Regions from separate parts of the Mus musculus genome. Here region 2 is linked to region 1. Evidence: chromatin contacts called from public HiChIP or PLAC-seq data. All regions are on one chromosome and are shown on one strand. Each heading gives the region's core, a stretch centred on a gene start, on an enhancer-like site or on the middle of the called end of the contact. The rest is flanking DNA. Distances are from core to core; before and after follow the strand shown. Region 1 has its middle 12 kb from the start of 4930539M17Rik. Region 2 overlaps Zfp704 (zinc finger protein 704).

What was found. HiChIP or PLAC-seq counts read pairs in DNA pulled down with a chosen protein or histone mark.
Region 2: a contact with region 1 is called in an H3K27ac HiChIP or PLAC-seq map of embryonic stem cells, with 2.7 times the contacts expected there. The contact joins two enhancer-like sites. A contact is called at or near these places in 2 of 115 datasets of contacts at active chromatin or transcription factors (embryonic stem cells and pancreatic cancer cells).

The regions. Positions count from the first base shown.
Region 1 is chr3:9,048,368-9,051,966 of GRCm38.p6, forward strand. No RefSeq gene overlaps it. Among named protein-coding and RNA genes, the nearest start is that of 4930539M17Rik, 12 kb to the right of the region's middle. Within about 2 kb of position 1,299, at least 13 of the 459 cell types and tissues checked have an H3K27ac peak or open chromatin away from gene starts, as enhancers often do. A contact at or near this core is called in embryonic stem cells, where this site is marked.
Region 2 is chr3:9,489,208-9,493,309 of GRCm38.p6, forward strand. All of the region lies in intron 2 of Zfp704 (zinc finger protein 704), which reads right to left. Among named protein-coding and RNA genes, the nearest start is that of C030034L19Rik, 88 kb to the left of the region's middle. Within about 2 kb of position 2,679, at least 21 of the 459 cell types and tissues checked have an H3K27ac peak or open chromatin away from gene starts, as enhancers often do. A contact at or near this core is called in embryonic stem cells, where this site is marked.

The DNA of each region.
Region 1 (3,599 bases), core at 49-2,548:
CCGGGCTACATAGTGAGACTCTGTCTCAAAAAAAAAATTAAAAATAAATAATTTATGGCATTTCAGAAACCAAGCATATGCTTCTGAACTGTGCATTCAAAAGCAACCACAGTTGGTAAATATTTTGGGGGGCTTCTTGACCAAAATATAACAGGAAGCTCTGATTGTCTATTAATATGGTCACAGTTACTAGCTGGCAAGCCCAACCCGAACTGCCTAACAGCAGCAGAAGCAGGCTGTTTGAAGGCAGGGCAGCCTTCCACATGACTTACACGCTCTGTGATCCTAAGGAAACTAGTTAGGAGATGCTGCCAGCACACACTCTTCCCAGGGATGCACATCATCATTCGTCAATCATGGTTCTACACTGATGCACCCTGTTCAGAGCTGAGCCTGCCATGGGATGGTGGGTCGCCAGCAAACCTCGATGCTCGAAAAACCAAAAGAGGGGGGGGGGAGAGAGAGAGAGAGAGAGAGAGAGAGAGAGAGAAAGAGAGAGAGAGAGAGAGAGAGAGAGAGAGAGAGAGAGAGAGAGAGAGGGAAAGAGAGAGAGAGAGAGAGAGAGAGAGAGAGAGAGTTGAACGGGAGGGGAGCAGTGGCATCCTCCTGTGTTCTCTTCCTGCCCTGGCCTATGCCAAGAAAAACAGAGGACGTGGGAACTGACCACTGTGATCCACTAATACTAGCTCTGAGGCACTGTCCAGGGTGGAGAAGGCTAGAAGCTGGCCGTGACAGGCTGACAGAAGACGTGTCGCAGTGAAGCATCAGAAAATGAAGATTGACATGTCACTGTGAAGCAGACTCCCATTCTGGCTCCTCTCTAGTGGGCTCCATATAATCTGACATGAGGTCACAAGGAATGTGCCACACATCCCAAACTTGATCTCTCAAGGCCTTCACAGGATGCTTCCTGGAGGAGTGGCTGCCTCCAGGACAGGGACGGGACAAAAATACGATGAGCCAGGAGAGCAAAGAATGCAAACAATGAAGGGCCATCTAGAGAGGCATTTACCTTCATTAATAATCATTACAGAAAGAACTTCTGGGTAAACTCAGAGCACAGCAACACATATAAATAAATAAATAAACGAGGTAGTGTGTACCTGTTAGTAAGTCTTAAAGTATATTGCCTACAAACACACATTGCTTATTAACCAGTGAATACAAAGTACTCATTAATTAACTTCACAGTAAAGAAATTTAGCAAACAGCATTAGTGTAGCATGTTATAGGCCCTGCAGGGTCCAGTCCTCAGCACCACAAAGGAAAGATACAATTAGGACATAATTTAGAAGGTTGAGTGCCTAGCAGGGCAAGTTTGATCTGGTTCTCTAAGCTGCTCTCCACCCGCTTTGATTACCTATGCACTGCAATGGCGGAGTACAGAAGCTCTGCGGGTGCCTCGCAGACAGCCCAACTTCCTGAGGAGCCCATGTTGGGACCATCAGGAGAACTGTGCCTCTTATTCTAAATGCAACAGAAAATCTAAACCCATTAGTTTTATACTGTTTCTGTGTGTGTATGTGAGTGCATATATGCGTGAGTATGTGTGTGTGTGTGCCTGTGTGCCTGTGTGTGTCTGTGTGCCTGTGTGTGTGTGCCTGTGTGTGTGTGCCTGTGTGTGTGTGCCTGTGTGTGTGTGCCTGTGTGTGTCTGTGTGTGTGTGTGCCTGTGTGTGTGTGCCTGTGTGTGTCTGTGTGCCTGTGTGTGTGTGTGTGCCTGTGTCTGTCTGTGTGCCTGTGTGTGTGTGTGTGCCTGTGTGTGTGTGTGTGCCTGTGTGTGTGTGTGTGCCTGTGTCTGTCTGTGTGCCTGTGTGTGTGTGTGCCTGTGTGCCTGTGTGTGTGTGTGTGCCTGTGTGTGTGTGTGTGCCTGTGTCTGTCTGTGTGCCTGTGTGTGTGTGTGCCTGTGTGTGTGCCTGTGTGCCTGTGTGTGTGTGTGTGCCTGTGTGTGTGTGCCTGTGTGTGTGCCTGTGTGTGTGTGCCTGTGTGTGTGTGCCTGTGTGTGTGTGTGTGCCTGTGTGTGTGTGTTTTGGGGTAGCCCAGGCTAACATTGAACATGTCTGCTGTTGTGCCTCAGCAGCTGGAGTGCCAGAATTATATAGGCTCTTGTCCCCTTTCAGTCTGTTCTGCTTTTATATTGTTTTGGTTTTTTGAAAGTGTACTCCCTAGTTTTGTCAGCTTGACATGAACCTAGATATATCTGGGAAAAGGGAATCTCAATTGAGAGATTGCCTCTATAAGATTAGTCCAAAGTCATGTTTGTAGGTATTTTCTTGATTAATGATTGAAGTGGGAGGGGCCAGATCACTGGAGGTGGTGCCATCCTGGGGCAGGTGTCCTGGGTGGTATAAGAAAGCAGCTGAGTATGCCATGGGGAACAAGCCAGTAAGTAGCATCCTTCATGGTCTCTGCTCCAGTTCCTGTCTCCAGGTTACAGTAAGCAGCATCCTCCATGGTCTCCGCTCCAGTTCCTGTCTCCAGGTTACAGTAAGCAGCATCCTCCATGGTCTCTGCTCCAGGTCCTGTCTCCAGGTTACAGCTTGAGTTCCTTCCCTGACTCCCTCAGTGATGGTCTGAGAGCTGTAAGATGAAATAAACCTTTCTTCCCACATTGCTTTTGGTGAAGGTGTCTGTCCTAGCACTAGAAAACAAACTAAGGATCTTACTTAGACTAGGTTGGCTTTAAACTCCTGACCCTACCGCAGTCTCCCACGTCCTGTAATGCCAGGCTTGCGTCCTTGCACCCAACTTGCCTGAGGTTATGAGCAGAGATGGGATGTCATCATCTTTATGAATTTATAAAACAACTCAAGTTGCTAACTAGATGTCAGTGTATAAGGGGAGTGGGGTGCAGATGGGGATCCATGTCTGAAAGAAGCTTGGATGCTGGGCTCTGAGCATCTAGTGAGGAAGGGGGAGACTTGGGAGGCACAATGGATATAGGACTCATGGGCAGATGGATGGGTGGGGTTGGGGAACAGAAGGAAAGAACTGACAGCCGAAAGCTAACGCCAGCAAGAGACTTCTGGAAGGAACCATTCCTGAGTGACTGCTGATGAGGTCAGACCATTTGGAGGGAGCTGGGAGGTTGTGGAGAAAAGAATTGGGTCGGATGGGTGGGTCATGTGACTTATTAGGTACCAAAGTAGAAATGGTAAGTTGGTGTTGAGCTATCCTGGGGTGATAAAAGGCTTATTAGATTTGGAGAGAAAGATCCAGACGTCATCAAATTAAATACCATTGAAAGTCAATTGTGGGATGAGATCGCAGGAGAGGTAAGAACATAGACATGGAAGAGCCAAGCCTCTGACAGAACTGTGTGGACCTCAGCATTCAAAAGGGGAGAGAGAGGTAAAATGACAAATGAAGGAGTGTTATTTGTTTGTTTTCAGAAATAGCTAGAACTCATCTCATATTGGCCCATCTGTCAACAGGGTACTATCAACTTTTAACAGGGAAAAGAAAATGAAGAGGGACTAAACTTGGCTTTTGAATTTGCCAAAGCGGGGGGTGGGGGGGGTGGGGTTGGGTGGGGTTGGGGGGGGGGACCAATAGTGGCCTTGACAAGGGAAGTTCCAGCAAGCAGCGGAGGGACAAACT
Region 2 (4,102 bases), core at 1,429-3,928, 440 kb after region 1:
CAATTCTGATGGCTCTGATGGTCATGGCCAGCCATATAGCAACAGCAGACACAGCAGACTCACTACCATTCTTAGTAGGACAAACTAAAAGGGCAAGGCCCTAGAGCATGATGTAAACTCGGTGACTTCTGCTAAAGTAAATGGGCTGGCCTCGTGTGTGATAGCCATTTCGGATAAACATGCATGCAGATTATGAGGAGACAGTGAAAGTAATGGTCCTATCAGCAACTCTTCCCTGTGATAGCCACTTCCTAAGTGACAAAAATCCGGATGTAGTTTACTGCTGGAAAGCTCGATGTCATGAAAGACAGGTGTCTTGAAGGTCTAGGCATGTGTGAGAGATGAATGAGAGGGTCATCAAGATTGGCCTGGCTCCAAAGCCACCGGAGCCTTCCACTCTCTGTCACCAGCCTCACGGAGTCTTTATCATCACTATTCCCTGAAAGGCACCTCCTTTCTTAGATGATCCAGTTTAGAAAGTTCTCTGCAAGCCGGCAGTGGTGGCGCACGCCTTTAATCCCAGCACTCGGGAGGCAGAGGCAGGTCAGCCTGGTCTACAGAGTGAGTTCCAGGACAGCCAAAACTACACAGAGAAACCCTGTTTGGGGGGGGGGCAGAAAAGAAAGTTCTCTGCATTAAAACACCATGCCAGTCTCTTCCTTATATTCTAGGAAGACAGAGACCAGTTTGGACCCCTTTTCCATAGCAAGCACCAATCTGAAATGACAGACCAGAATGCCTGTAAGCCCTTTCCTTTTTCAAATGGGCTAACCACCCCATGTGCTTTGACTGTTTCACCTCAACAGTCTAAATGTCTAAACTTGTGCTGGACTTCTATGGGTGAAGTAAACTACTTCTGTCTTCTATGCAGAATGGAACCCAGGATTACTAATCTGACGGGACCTAGGCACTGTGAAGGAGACTCTATTCAAGGTGTGTGTGCATGGGGGGTGTAAGTTTTTAACAACAGATTGATTGAGAGCTATGTAAAATTTATACAGACAAACATGAATGACTTTAGAAGTCAGTGGCTTGTAGCATACTAACGGTGTTCTGCAACTGTCACCTCTTCTAAGACATTGCCATCATCCCAGAAAGAGCGTCCATCCTCCAGCCTCTGCTGATACCATCCACTCACGGTCTCTACAGATTTGCCTAGCCTGGTCGCTTCACATGAATGCAGTTTTACCATGAGATAATCTGTGATCAGCTTCTGACGTGTAACACAGTGTTTCTGGTGTTCACTGTGCTGAAGCAAGTACCTCACTTGTATTATGGACATACAGAGCTGCACCATATGCAAGCCACATTTTATTTGCCCACTTATGAGTTGGTGGGGAGCATCTGAGCTATGTCTACTTGTACTTTATGAACATGTAGAAATTTGTGTGGGGGCAAATGTAAGTCGAACTGCTGGGACACACAGTAATTCTGAGTTCAACTACTGCCCACAGCAGCTGTACCTCTTACCAACTGCCCAGTCCCGCACCCCGTCTTTCCAACGTTTGTTAGGGTCCATCTTTTGAGTCACACCATCATTCCTCCATCAGTCACAGCTCTGACCTGATGACTAACGATGCTGAGCGTCTTCACAGCAGTCCCATTTCTGATTGCTTATCTTTAACAGAAAAGTTACTCAAGTCCTTTGCTCATTCCTTAAAATTACATTGTTTTTTAATTAATAAGTCGTAAATATTCTGGATGTTATACATACTCTTTGTGTCTTTATTTTCTTTATTTTCTTGGTAGTGTCCTTTTCTGCATTGAATTTTAAGCTTTAATAAAGTAAAGTTTCAGTTGTCTTCCCATTGTTGCTTAAGCTTCTAAGACCATATTTAAGAGACCACAAGTAAATCCAAGGTCATTAAATTTACTCCCCTTTTGCTCTAAGAGCTGGATAGTTTTATCCTTTACATTTCGGCATTTGATATATTTTGAGTTACATCCATGTACAGTTCCATACAGGAGACCTTGTTCATTTGTTTATAGCTCTCCAACGGCCTGCACAGCACCTGTTAAGGGACAGTTCCTTGTTGAAATGAACTGTGACAGGGGACCCATTCCTAGTAACAATTTAGACATTTGCTTTCTGAGCTGTTGACTCGTGCTGAGTTTGTTTGGTCCCCCTAGGTCCCTTAAGTGACTCACAGGTGTCACTGTTAAACAGGTTTCCATCCATTCTGCCCTTGTACAGATGGTAATTGCGGCAGAATTTCGTCTGGTCATTTCGGAAGGTGTAAAGTACAGAAGTGTTTATTTAGTACAGCATTCCAAGACTCCATCATCTGTATTCTCGGTTACTACAATCAGTCACAGGATACAAGTCAACTTTGTATCAGACTATGGAAGTAGAAACTGGTGAATTAGGTCACATGCCTGCCATTGTGAGGCAGACATAGAGATGACAGATAATACAGAAGTCAAGCCATGGGCAAGATGATTTCAAACTGCCAGGCATCAGGAGTCCCGTTAAAGTACCATTCCCATAACATGTCTTCATGGATTTATGTCTTCACCATCGCCTTAGATAAGGGCCATGTCTACATATCGCTGTGTAAGATTTACTTCAGTGAGGCCTGTACTCCAGGCGCCCTCCTTAAATCTGATACTGACAGCAAGGAGGTCACTCCTTTAGTCCTGCTGAGAGGGATGTACTCTGTGATGTCTGTGGGTCTCACCCAATAGCTGTCTGGTTCTGGGGCTTTAGGGAAAGGCATGAAGTAGCAGTCTGCATAAAAATGTTCCCCATAGACTCACATATTTGAATGCTTAGTCATCAGGGTGTGGCATTATTTAGAAGGATTAGGAAGTGTGGCCTTGTTGGAGGAAGAGTGTCATTAGGGAAGTGGCTTTAGGTTTCAGAAGCCCAAGCCAGGCATGGTGACTCTCTCTTTCTCTCTTGCAGTCTGTGGATCATGATGTAGAACTCTCAGCTACCATCTGCCATGATGAAAATGGACGAACATTGTGAAACTGTAAGCCAGGCCCAATGAAATGCTTTTCTTTATAAGAGTTGCTGTGGTCACGTCTCTACACGGCAACAAAACACAGGCTAAGACACATGACAAACTCCAACTGACCATTTGTTACACTAATGAGGCCTGCTGCCAGTCAAAGGCAGCACAAATAGGGCTCAATGAGTCATTCTTTTAAAAGAATACCAGTAGCAGGGTGAGCCTGGAGGAGTTATGGATAAATATGAACATAACACAATGTGCAAAATTCTCTAAGACTCAGATAAGAACACAGGTTAAAAAGAGGACCGCCTAACGTTGCTGTGACTTTCCCCCATGTAACTAATGCTAGCTGCTGGAGTGTGGGACACTGTCAGAGCATGGGACCACATCTCAGAGTGTGGGACCACAGTGTTCAAGAGCAGCCAGTTATATCCAGCTTGTTCCCTCTTTAAGAATCAATGTCTGCAGAATGTTCGATCAGCCAGATGAGGTAAATGTTTGATTATTTGAATGTTCCAGAAGAAAATTCTTTCCTTGAACCTGTATCACCCAAGAAGAAAACACATTTATGTGGACGAGAACAGTCCTGTCTCTAGAGCCCAAACCAGTGGCTGACATGGGGATCCAATAAGAGTTTGGGTAATGAACAGGCAAATGGATGCAAATTCCACACTCTCTACAACCTTATTTCTCTTATAGGATGTGTGTGTGTGTGTGTGTGTGTGTGTGTGTGTGAGAGAGAGAGAGAGAGAGAGAGAGAGAGAGAGAGAGAGAAGGGGGGAGATAGATAGGCAGACAGACAGACAGAGGCAGAGAGACAGAGTGTGAGTTATCCAGAAGGCATGATATCCTGAGGTACCAAGCTGAGGTTTTTGTGGTTGTTGTTTGATCTTGCTGTAATTCTTTCATTCTCAATAAGTCACTGACTAAGGCTCTCAGGTAACATTAATAAGTGCTATGACTTTGGGGTACCTCTGCACAAACCTGATTCACAGCTGCCCTAAGGAGCCCCTCTAGCCAGCTCACTGCGTGTCCACTGAGCTTTTCCTAACTTCACATATTCACATGTGGAGTAGTCTTCAAAAAACCCATTCCTCCAAAACTTTAAGTTTTCCTTGTGATCATTACATTCCACCTGATTGACA